Linked DNA regions of Gossypium hirsutum: all the other regions are linked to region 2. Evidence: chromatin contacts called from public Hi-C data. All regions are on one chromosome and are shown on one strand. The core of a region is the stretch at or near the end of the contact, and the rest is flanking DNA. Distances in the headings are between cores, read along the strand shown. Region 1 holds the start of LOC107888771 (protein SAR DEFICIENT 1). Region 2 holds the start of LOC107888765. Region 3 holds the start of LOC107888768 (transcription factor MYB62).

What was found. A called contact is a pair of places that touch in the nucleus more often than the background predicts.
Region 1: a contact with region 2 is called in a Hi-C map of leaf, with 2.3 times the contacts expected there. The contact joins the promoter of LOC107888771 here to the promoter of LOC107888765 in region 2. A contact is called at or near these places in 8 of 34 Hi-C or Micro-C datasets (callus, hypocotyl and leaf).
Region 3: a contact with region 2 is called in a Hi-C map of leaf, with 3 times the contacts expected there. The contact joins the promoter of LOC107888768 here to the promoter of LOC107888765 in region 2. A contact is called at or near these places in 7 of 34 Hi-C or Micro-C datasets (hypocotyl, leaf and petal).

Annotation. Positions count from the first base shown.
Region 1 is chrA09:45,793,447-45,797,540 of Gossypium_hirsutum_v2.1, reverse strand. It overlaps LOC107888771 (protein SAR DEFICIENT 1), which reads right to left and starts at 1,445. Exons shown (of 7, transcript XM_016812973.2): 1 at 1,129-1,445; 2 at 921-987; 3 at 253-805. The coding sequence starts at 1,217.
Region 2 is chrA09:45,330,839-45,335,109 of Gossypium_hirsutum_v2.1, reverse strand. It overlaps LOC107888765, which reads left to right and starts at 1,767. Exons shown (of 11, transcript XM_016812965.2): 1 at 1,767-2,149; 2 at 2,235-2,296; 3 at 2,696-2,913; 4 at 3,126-3,354. The coding sequence starts at 2,750.
Region 3 is chrA09:45,655,495-45,659,857 of Gossypium_hirsutum_v2.1, reverse strand. LOC107888768 (transcription factor MYB62) reads right to left here and starts at 1,881. Exons shown (of 2, transcript XM_016812968.2): 1 at 1,493-1,881; 2 at 621-1,413. The coding sequence starts at 1,652. The coding sequence ends at 728.

The DNA of each region.
Region 1 (4,094 bases), core at 196-2,695, 460 kb before region 2:
AGTTCAATATTTTAAAGCTATATTATATAACCAAATCTATTAAAGAAAGAGAATAAAAAGATTTTAAATCAACAAATTGATAATATATTATAGTTTATGTTGGTCAGATGCAAAGTACAAGAGCTAGTAACACAAGGAGGGAAATATAAAACGAAACATTTATATGGATTGGCTTGTTGATAAATAAAAATTAATCAAGATATTAAGCTACTTGACTTTTAAAAATTAGCATCATTAAGAATGGATACTTACATTCGCCACGATGGTCTTTAACAACAAAAGCTTCAGTCATGGCTTCACGAATGCGACCACCTTGGAAACTCCCTTGTGCAACTTTTGCCCCGATTCGGAATTTCCGACTCCGAATCCAGCTCGAGTTGTCGGTAAATTCGATATCCCCGATCGAAGCTACCCCGTCTCTCACTGTGACAGATAACTCTCCGGTGAGCAAGGGTCGTTTCCCAGTCCTCTCCCGCACGATGTTTCTGTCAAATTCTTCACTAGTAAAGTTGTCACGGTCCCCCGACGGAAAGTCGCCGTCCAGAACCACGATATCAACCTTAATTGGGTTCGGGAGAAGCACCGGCGCCCTTTGGTCACCCCTTGTATCCACCAAAGCGACTTGAAGTTGGTTGCTTTCTTCATCAATGATCTTGCTTCCGGTAAAGATGGGCAAGGTAAGGGCTTTGGGGAAAATCAGTTTAAGGGTTGATGGTTCGGGTTCCGCCGCTTGGATTCGTAGCGACGGAGATCGGGTGAAGGATCGGAGCCGGTCACCAATACTGCGCTCCACTTCCTCATTCACCTGAAAAATCCGTACCGGTAAGGGTAGTTTAGTTTTATGAGGAAATGTTTATGCATGAATGTGAAAATTTAGAGAGTAAAATGGATGGAGATATGGTTATTAAAAGAAACCATACCACTCTTCTAAGGACAGGTTCCAAGGCAGTATACAAGTAATTCACCATAACCGCTTGCCCAATCACTCTGTTAAAAAGCAAAAGGAAATTAGCTTTGATGAAACAAGAGGTGCTTGCATTAATGGCAAAAGCTTGAGCATAGAAAATAAACAACAAAAAGTAGTAATAAAAACAAATAGAGCATTTATTGAAGGTTTGAAAACATTACGAAGCAAAAGAAGGTTTAGGTCTCATCCGTTTCTCCTTTGGCTCATCTGTGTCGGAACAAGATTCATTAAGAAGCCGTTTGCCCGCCATTTTCAAAGATTCAAGGACCAAAACACACACACACACACAAAAAAAAACCTAACAGATCATAACTAAAGAAAAAGATAGGGATTTTGAGAATATAAATACATGTCAATAATAATAAAAAGAAGGTTCTTGGAATGTTGGTGGAAACAACTGAGTAACAGCCCCGGAGCAACCAAGGTATTTGTCTCATGTTATGACTTTTGGACATCTAACTCTGCTTTTAAGTCAACTATTTCTATTTATTATTACATTGATATATAAAAATGAGTTAAAACGACATCTCCAATCATATCTATGCCCTTAGATGTTGATCCAACGGTTAATACAAGTAGAACTTGGATTATGTTGATAAAAAGAAAAAAAACAAAGGTTTGTGACAAATGAATAGAGATATATAAAATAATATTATTTTGTTTAGACTACTTTTAAGAGGGAAAATAGTTTGGGAAAAGATCACCAAGTCCACAAATGCCTCATTTCTTAGAAGTGTCTGCTTTTGTGTAGGCCCTTGCCTTAGTCATCAAATCTTTTCTTTTCTCTTTTTTGATAATTCAACGGTTTTCTTTTTTTGCATTATTTTAGTTATTATATTTGTGTCATTCTTCAAGTAAAACTGTCCTGCTTGCAATTATATAATCATCCTTTTTTGCTTGGGATTACGGTACATTTCAACGTGACCGGCCGAGTTCTGGTTTTAAAAAATTTTCAACTACATGTTTATTGTTGGGTTGTATCAATCAACTAGATAGATTGCCTGACAAACTGAGGCATTATTAATGGATTCAAACCATTTAACTTAAAAATTTGGAAAAAAAAATTATGAAGATTTTCCTTAGCGTAAAAACTAATTTTCTTCTTTCATTAGATAACGCATTTTCAGAGAATATAATAAAAATTATAAAAGAAAAATCTATTTTCAACTACTGCCTAGTTATTGCGGTTATATCAAAATCATAAAATTTATGATTAGCAATTCAAGAGGGTTCAGTGTACACCTTCAAAGGAGCAAATCTCTTTTAAGATAAAACGATACAAACGACGTAGTTAATTGCAAAGGTTAATTAGAAAACATGTGTATACATTGTTCATCACATAGTCATGCATGATACAAAAATAGACAAATGGCTCACTCGCAGACGGACTTCTGGTGTAGTCCCCTTCTAGTGATCTTTTTCTAGAACAAAATGCTTGAGAAAGAAAAGTAATGAAGTAAGTTCATTTGAACTTAGTAAGTTCCAATAGCCACAAAACGAATACAAGAACACAGATAATCTACAAGCAACAGTACTCATGAGAATTACAGATAATTTCATAAGTCTTAGTCTTACAAACACAATACATCGATTCATCAGCCGCAATTTCTGACGGCAACACTTCACCATTTTAAACATAACACCCATAGTACCCAGGTGGATACATACCACCAACTTATACTCACCTCTCATAATCATGTTAGTTTACTTGTGACCTATCATTGTGCTAACCTCGGACCTACATTTTCAAAATCAAAATCTCATATCCATCGTTTTCATATTCGTATTCACCATAATGTCATTGTAAAATTGAACACGTGTTCTCTCGAAAGGTCGAGTCGTGATCTTCCAATTCGGTTTGCAATATAGCTGTAATGCCCTCCACCCGACCCAAGCCATCGAATCTGAGTAGTGCATGTTACTTCATAAGTCGGACACAACCTAGATTTTCCTACTCGCATAAGTACTAGACGATTGACGACTTAATAAAATTTTCTAAGTTTTCTTTCTAGCTAAATTACCTCATGTATTATTATCTTATAACTTTTTGTATAGTGTAATATTTATGTTTACAATCATGAATAAAATCTATTGTTCTCCTATCAGCCTACAATAACAGTTTATGCTATGCCAAGACTTTACTTTGCCCTAAGGCTTTTCTTACATTTATACATTATGGCTAATAATATTCATAAAGTTCTCTCAGCCTTTCCATAAGCGTAGATTGCACTTCTATCATAATATTTCCTTTAGTCTTCTCTATATGCATATCAGCACGTATCACCGTTTCCATGGTGTAGCCTTGGTATCATCTCTTATCTCCCTTCGTTCTAACAGATCCTACAATCAGAGGCATCCGTGATAAGTTCACAAGAACTTAGTGAGGCATCATCATACACACATTCATCAATATATACATATAATAAGCATACAACATCACGACATTCATTCATACATATCATAACAATATATCATATCACACTTAACAGAATCAGACAAGCACTCATCAAATTCAAAGCAGTACAAGTATTATGCTTTTACTTACATGATACTCTTTCATATTCAATAATCATTCTTACCTCAGTTGGCGTCATTCAACTTACTTACAGGCTTGTTCAAATAACTCACTCTTCCCTTCAGAGTCTGCCATCTTGGCGTTGCCATTACATCTTTGTCCCGAGATCAAACCACGGACTGCGCTATTAAGGCGTACACTTCACTTCAGATATCTGTCATTGTCTCTAGAAGTTGCAGACACACACTCGATCAACATATAGCCACAAGGGCACCATGCATCATCAGATAGCCATTAAGACACCCACCTGCATTCAAACAATCTTCGCCACAAGGGCACACATGTAACAGGAACAACTATTAAGACACCAACTTGCATTCAAACAATCTTCGCTAGACGGGCTCACATATCAGAGATTCAGCCATAAAGGCTCATATATCAGAGATTCAGCCATAAAGGCTCACATATCATAAGTTCTCACCACTAGGGCTCGCACATAATAGATTAGTCACCGAAGCTCACATATATTAAGTTACTTCACAAAGGTTTACATATCAGCTAACAACCACAAAAGCTTATAGAACAGTTACAAAGGCTTCCTTAGAATAGTCG
Region 2 (4,271 bases), core at 518-3,017:
ATAAGAGAATTTAAGTAAAAAAATAGTTTCAAAAAATAAACTTGAATAAAAAAATGAGACCCATTTTCTAAACGAGTCAAGCCTTGATTAAAGTTTTTTTTTGTTTTTGTCTAAGACTGGCTTGAACCGAATTTGAAAAAAAACCTGTTGCTTTTTGCTATTATTTTTGCTACTGTTTTGATGTCGTTTAACTATTATATTGTCACTATTTTGTTGTTATTATTTGTATATTGTATAACTCTTATTTTATTGTTAATTTTGCTACTATTTTAAAGGTATTTGATTGCTAAGTTGCACCTATCTTAGTATTATTTAAATATAAATAATTTTTTAATTTATTTTTAATTAATTGGGAAATATTTATTTTAATGTTTTTAGTGTATTTGATGTATTCTATTTTTTAAATTTGTTTGTATATAAAAATAATATAAAAAAATTAATATGGGCGGATTGGGTCGGGCTCGAGTTTTAACTTTTTTATTTGAGTTGAGCTTAAGTAAAATTTTAAATCTATTTTTCAGGTTAAGCTCAAACCTAGAAAACGAGCCTAAAATTTTACTGAAACTCAGCCCAAGTCATGATAATTTCTAATTATGACCTATGGGAGAGAAGATAGGAGACAGGGAATTGAAAGGAGAAGAGAAGAATAAAGTTTTGAAAGAAAGATTTTTTTTATTTATATATTATTTTTAAAGGTTAATATACTAAACCCTTAAATTATTACAGTTAATTTAAACAAGTCATTATATTATTTTTATAATTAAATAAATTCCTAACTTATAAATTTTACTCTGTATTTCTTTTTAGTTTTAGGATCTTAATTTTTTATTGATATAAAAGAAATTCTATAAATTTTTAACATTGACATAAAATTTAAAAAAGTAATTAAATTTTTCAAAAGAGTGATTGTGTTATGTATATAAGCACTTTCAAAAAATTTTAAAATATTATTTTATTTTTATTTAATAAACTATTCTCGTCAAATTCATATTGACATAAAATGTAAATTGGTATAAAAATTCAATACTTTTTTACTTTAATATTAAAATCATGCGCTTTCATGGGTAAAAATTATAGATTTGAGGCTTATTTAACTACAAAAATAGCATAAAGGCCTGTTTAAACAAGATTAATAATTTAAAGGCTTTTTTAGTATATTAGCCTTTTTTATATGTTTAAAGCATTACTCTAAATTTATATTTTATTGTGTATATTTTGACATATAAATATTTTATTTTTTAGAAGTAACTTATTCGTATTTTATTTATTTTACTTTTTTATGTAATTATTTTTCCTATGTTTAATGTATCAATTCATCTAATACTTCATATGGTTTTCTTAATAATATTTTCTAAGAATATATTTCTAAAATTTACATAATATTGATTGATATATTAATAAATTTATTCCTTGATGTTTATACATTCTGTTAATTTTATCTTAATTTTAAAGATATCAACCTAAATTTTTAAATCATGATCAAATTGACTGAATGCCTAAATTTTATGTGCTAAATTTGTTATTACGCCAATCAAAATTATGTATAATTGATATAAAATATTAATCTCGTAATTAATTGTCAATCATTGTGATTTTTAAAATTAATAGGAATTAAATTATTTCAAATTTTTTTGAAAAGGACAATTTACTAAATTTTCAGAAATAGTGTGCCAAAGAAAAGAAAATGATTAATAGAGTAAGAAGCTGTTTTTGGGCTTTGAATGTTTGAAATAAAGTTGGACTCATGTTTTGAAAGCTCTCATTGATTTTAACTTAATGGACTGGAATTGGAGGTTGGATGAATGTATATCCGGACAGGAACAGAGTAGGGATCGACTGGAACATGTCCGCATCACCAGGATTGTGATCCTTGCTCCAAACTTCCACATCTCTGATCCTTTCCTCTCCTCTGACTTCACCATATCCTCCTGCCAATAATATACCCTGCCACGTTGTCCCACCAGCTCAATTTCATCTCTTCAGATCACCGCCCAACACCACAAAACCACCGTTTGAAGATCTTTAAACTTCCTTTACACTACTTCCTCAACCCCCTGTATTTTACACTCTCCCTCTCTTATTTTGAGACCCATCAACCAATAATGATTTTTCTTTATAACCAACTTCTTTTAGGACTCTTGTTTTTAAGGTAATGTTGTGAATCTTGCTATTTGTAGAAATGGGTCGAAGGCTAATCAAACTAGGTAATCTAAGATGAGGGTTCTTGAATGCAGGAATCAGCAAAGTGCACATGTTTGGGGTTGTACAAGGGTTTGACAGTTCAATTTTTCTTTAGGTAAATGCTTTCTCTTTCTTTTTCCCTTCTTTAAGTAAGTCAATGGAATTCGGTACGTTGGTTTTGGGGAAATAAAATCCAAAAATTTATAAATTTTTAGTATAGGGCTTAGATAAAGATGTGGAGATTGAGAGTTTTTTAAACTTATCCCTAGTTGGATTTCTAATGAAGATTTGGAGTTCTTAGCTAATATTTATAACTTGGGGAGTTTTCTTTCTGATTCCTTTTAAGATTTTAGTTTCCATTTAAAATTGCTGCTGATTGTTTACCACTTAGGATTTGCTAATGCTAGTTTGATGCATTGAAAGATTGCTAAACTTAAAAAGTTTTATTAATGAAATCATGACATCTGAACTTGCTTCCGCGTTTTAGGAATCTCACAGTGGAATTTATTTTCAGTGGGTATGCATTGAGGGGAACGGTAGAAATTGTGGTGACAAGCAAACTAGAAATATGCTTGAGGCTTTGATAAGAGAAGGATCATTCAAATGGTTACTTAGCAAGCGAAGCTCCTTTGCAGAGGAAGTTGAGGAGCTGCAGAGGTCTCCATCTGCTGGAAGGAATTGGATACCTGAGCTCTCTCCGGTTGCTAATATTGTTGTGCGCCGCTGCTCAAAGTAGGTTTCTTTTGCTGCTACTTTGCTATTGCTGCCTGCCTGTTATAACCACGAAAATTCATTTTGCAAGTTGCACCTTAAATTGAATGTTGTTTTGTTAAATTATGTTCATAAGCTTCTAATTCAGCCTAGATGCAAATAGGAACAATGTGCATTTCTGTTTGACTGAAATACATTGTCTCCTTGTGGATAACAAAAACAAAATGATGCAGAATCCTGGAAACTTCTTCAAATGAGCTTCTAGAAAGCTTTAATGCCGAGGCATCAGATTCTGTGAAGTCACAGCATGCAAGGAATTTTTTGGAATACTGTTGTTTCAGGGCTCTTGCTCTTTCTACACGAGTAATGGGTCATCTGGCTGATAAAAAGTTTCGACGCCTTACATTTGAAATGATGGTGGCCTGGGAAGCCCCAGCATCTGCCAGTGAATGTCTAGTTAATGTAAGCTTCATATTTTAAGTCTTCTTTATTTTTTTATTTGTTTTGAAAAGGGGTGGGGGGATTGGCATTTTGGATCATCTCGCAAACCTTCCGTCATGTCGTTGGGCACATGTTCGACACTTGGGGACTTTCACCCCACAATAGTGTCCTGCTTCATAGAGGGATCCTTATCTTTGTTGACATGACACAGCACAGATACGTGTGTGGAATATGAGTTGAAATCTACTCTTGAACATATGGACTTGGCTACATCAGACAAGTCTATTCACTTAAAAATGAGACGCTAGAAAAAAAAAGGATAGAGATAATGCAGGAGATTGAGATTGTTAGCCTAAGGGAGTGTTTTTTTACTGGAGGACCTGCATTTGTATGAACCTAATTCCATTAGATCCCAAAAAATCCTAACCATGAAGTAAACATAAAATTATGCCAAAAAGTTATTAATGAACAGAAATTGAGAATAGGTTTTACTTTTTCATTGTCTTTTGAGTAGATACGTGACCTTTATCTTTGGCTATGGGTTGCCACAAACCTAATTATTATTTAACAGTTTCATCTTTCAGCATTTAAAGTTCAAAGTTAGTCTGCATGGAAAAAGCTTATGCTAGTCTTTGGTTTTCCTAGAGCTAATGCTCCAAATTATCTCTTTCCAATTAATCTTAGCTTGGTCCAAATTCAATTTTAGTTAAAACAATGTTACAGTATCTTGTATTAATATATTTTTGTGACATTTTAAAATAACAGATCCCCGTATTATATCCTATTTCAGTCACTTTTTAGATGACTCCATATGTCCAAAAATTTCAGCAAATGATGACTCTGACCTTTACACTATGATTGGATTGAACTAAAACAAGGGAAAGGAAAGGAAAGTAACATCCTATCCCTTGTTTGGATAACTTCTTTTATTTAAGCAA
Region 3 (4,363 bases), core at 632-3,131, 320 kb before region 2:
TAATATATATAATGATATTTTAGTCATTTTCACGTCCAAACGCAAAAAGTCAAAAGCAACTAAATTCTAACTTTTAGGTTTCAATGGAAAATAACTTTTTCACCATAATTTTGACACCAAAAGTTAAACCCAACGAAAAGGAGGGCCTTAGTCGAGTTGAGGTCAAGTTTATATCTAATAATAATAATAATAATAATAATAATAATAATAATAATAATAATTCAATTTATATTAATATTTGTTTAACATAATTATACCTAAAAATCAATTAATAGTATCATTAAAATTTATTATTCTATATTGATAAAAATATTTTAAAATTATAAATTATAGCATATAAGGACGAGTTAGTTGGAATTGAGTATAATTTTAATTTTTTTTTTGAATTGATTTTAGGTAAATTAATATATAATTTCAAATTGAGTGGAGTTTGGATTATGTTGGATATATGGATGCAGGCAAAAAACTACCTCGATCCAACCTGTTGCTATCTATATTTGTTAAGCATCTCTTCTGTAAGATAATGTATATCCAAAAATAATAATTTTTCAAGAAAAAAATAATAATCTCCTAAAATATTTAGAGAAAAAAATGAATTAGTTTATCTTCACAACTTAACAAACATTGAATTCCTCAGTTGCAGTAATAACATTTGGACAAAAACTCGAATGACAATAAAAAATCTGAACACAAATAAACCCAGAAAATCAACTATGAAGAAATAACATCAGAGGTTCCACTTCAATGGAAGTTCCCATAGTTCTCCCATGCTCCATATCCCATCTGCAAAACCATCATTAACCCAATTGTTGTCCGCCATGTGGCAGTCGGCAGTCATAAAATCCCCAACTGCTGATGTGGATGGCAGGTTGATGGTTTCCATGCCGTAGCAACTACTGTTATCAACATAATAGCAATCCTTTGCAACCGTGTTGTACTCATTGTTATCAGTGATGCCGAATGAACTTGTTTGGTACTCTGCAAATTCAGATATTTTCGACATGTTATTATTCATGGATTCTGAAGAAGAAACACATGAACTCGCACACTGCTCCGAGTCTGAATTTTGCTGCTCCAGCCCTGCTACTTGTTGAGGAAGTGTTGACGACCCTTTCATCATTTGAAGCAATCTTGGCATCCAAAAACATCTAATAACATTTCGAAATGCTGCACTATTAGCATCGATCTTAAGATGACGTGCCTGTTTTTGCACACGGGTTCTCCAGTAATTCTTGATCTCATTGTCGGTTCTCCCTGGTAGCTCTTGTGCAATCTTGGACCACCTGTTGCCCCATTTGCAATGGAGTTCAAGGATCAAAAACTGTTCTTCTGGTGTAAGGTTCCCACGCTTCACATCTGGTTTCAGATAATTCAACCATCTCAACCTGCAACTCTTCCCAGTTCTCCTTAACCCTAAACCCAACACAACAAATCTTATTAAACTAATCCTTGTTTTAACATAATAATGTTAGTTCATACTGGTTTAAGTTACCTGCATGTTTTGCAAGCAAATTCCAGTGACCTTCACCATGGCGAGCAACGTAATGAGTTAGGAGAGAGTCCTCCTCTAGCGTCCATGGCCCTCTTCTGAGTTGCTCTGTATCTTCTTCACTACAACTTGTACTAGAACTAACTTTTGTAAAGGATGACATGCTTTTGTTAGGCTAAAAACACAAACTGCAAGTGAATTTACCTACGCCACACCAAGGCCAAGATTTATATATACTAGTAGCTGGATTAAGTAAACTTTTTCTCTATAAAACAGACAATATATTGGATGCCCCTAGCTTGAAATTTTGGTCGTAAAGGCAAACCTAAGTCGATTAATCTATCTTGCCATAAAATTCTCTCTTTTACATTGATCAAAGGTAAATTATTTGTTCTCTTAAAAATGCAATCTATTTATACTCTTAAAAATTAGTTTCATTATGTCATTATAAGGTATATATGAATGCTATATGTTATTGTCTGATTATTTTATCAATTACACCAGTTTTAAAAAGTATAAATGAATGAAATTTTTAACACAAAAAAATTAATTTACTCTTTAATTTAATCTACATAAATTAATTTACCTATTTCTTAATAAAAAATATAATATAATCTATCTCTTAATACATAATAATTTTATCATCATCCCACCTATTAATCATATTCTCTTTAGCCATCATACATATATTATATATATATATGACAGAAAAAAGTGGAGAGATCCTATATCCACACGCAATTTGATGTTGAATGATTGGAAATTATTGAAGTGCTTAACGATTAATGTTTAAAATAATTTATTTGGCCACTAATGGAGAAGATAGAGGAGTGAAAGAAAAGAATAATTTACCTAATTGGATGAAAGTGTACTGTGGTGTAAATGGGATTTGATTCAGTCCCTGGTTTTCTTTCTTCGTTAGATGCTTCAAATATGGAAAGCATGAAACGTGATTGACTGAACAAAGTATTTAATTAATAGGACGGGTAGGCATAGAGAAAAACGTGGGTAAAAATGGGTGGTAGCCAAAACAGCCGGCATTTAGACTTAAAGCAATACAATGAATGCCGAAAGAAACAGTGACGTGATGCTACTCTCCTTTGTTTCTAAGTTGTCAAAAACAAACCAAAAGCTATGGTGTACTGAGTTTATGATGGCAACAATGCCAGTTCCTGTGTGGTTCTTGTCACTAAGAAAAAAAAGCCATCAATCTTCGACATTACGTTATAAGGCTATGGGGAATATGATGTACAAGAAAAGTCTGCTATTTCTTTTTTTTTTTTTTTTGGTCAGAGCAGCTGATTCTGACTGTAAATTTAGCCAACTTTGTCAACATACTTATGTGCCACTGTTCAAAAATCACGAATTTGTGGATCAAATTAACATCCTACGATATTTTCAGATTTTAAATATATAAATAATTTGTATTTCTTTTAAAAAGTTATTTTCGATTTAAGTTAAATTTAAACCAGATAACAAAATTAAAAAATCATCTTTAAAATTAAAAAAATATTTTTATCTATTTTACTATTTGAAATTAATTTTATTTGGTTGGTCTAAGATTACGTTATATTTAATTTACTATAATAAAGTAAAGTTGTAATAGAATGGTCTTATGTGAAGGTTGTAATAAAATGGAGTAGATATAATAATTATTTGGCTTGGTTGAATGGAATAAAGATGTAATAGCTAGAGGCGAATTGATTAGAGGGGCCTCCGAAATTTTGGAAAATTATGATTTTTTATTGAAATTTTTATCCAATTATTTTTAAAAATTCTCATCAAACTCCTAATTTTTTTTTGAAAAAATTATTAACCCCTAAACTTAGTTCCAAGATCCGCAAAATAAACTAAAATATGCATAAAATCTGAAAATGTAATTTTTTTAAAGAAATACAAATTAAAAATAAATTATAAAATGAAAAATTATTATTAATTAGGGTAAAAATATTATTTTAATATATGATTTTTAAGATATTAATATATGTTATTAAGATTTAAATAGGTTATTTAAAACTATTTTGTTTAATGTTATTACATATTATTATAATATTAAAATATTATTTAATAATAAATTTTCATTTAATAATTTATTTTTAATTTAAGGGTAAAAATGTTATTTTTTATAATTATTATTTTAGTTTATTATTAATTAGGGTAAAAATGTTATTTGTATTTCGTGCAGGAATCACGATTGTGTATTTGAACCAAAGAAAAATATGCTATTACGGGATGTTTTGAAATGTGAATAGGACGTTCAAGTAGGAATTGAGATATATTTTCATGTAAATATATTTCCATTAATGTAATTTATGAAAAAATTAAAAATTAATAATTGAGATCTATTTGCATGTATATATTATATATAATTTATGAAGAAGTTATAAATTAAACTATAATATTAGCATGTCTTGTGACAATGAACTTCATGTTTCAAGGCTTGGTCTCGAGACCATCTTCCCTTATTTTCCTATTTTTGCTTTAATATTTGGATGTCTCGAGACAAAGGGTTCTGGTCTTGAGACTTGGAATAGGGCAAAGTTATTTTAACTTCGATGTTCTTCTGCCTCAAGACAAAGGCCACAAGTCTCAAGACTAAATAGATATGCCTCGAGACATTAGGCTCATGAATGTAATACTGGGTGAAATTTATTCAAACGGTCTCGAAACATGTTCTTTTTATCTTGAGACTTAATGATCCAATAGTCAAAATTCTATACTTACCACAAAACATAATCATCAAATAAACCTATCTAGATATATTCAAACATCACCTAAACATAACCTCGAATTCATCGTTACTAAATTAACCAATTTGGACATTCAAACTCACATAATCAAGCATAACTAGCTATTAATCAAAAGATAAAATAT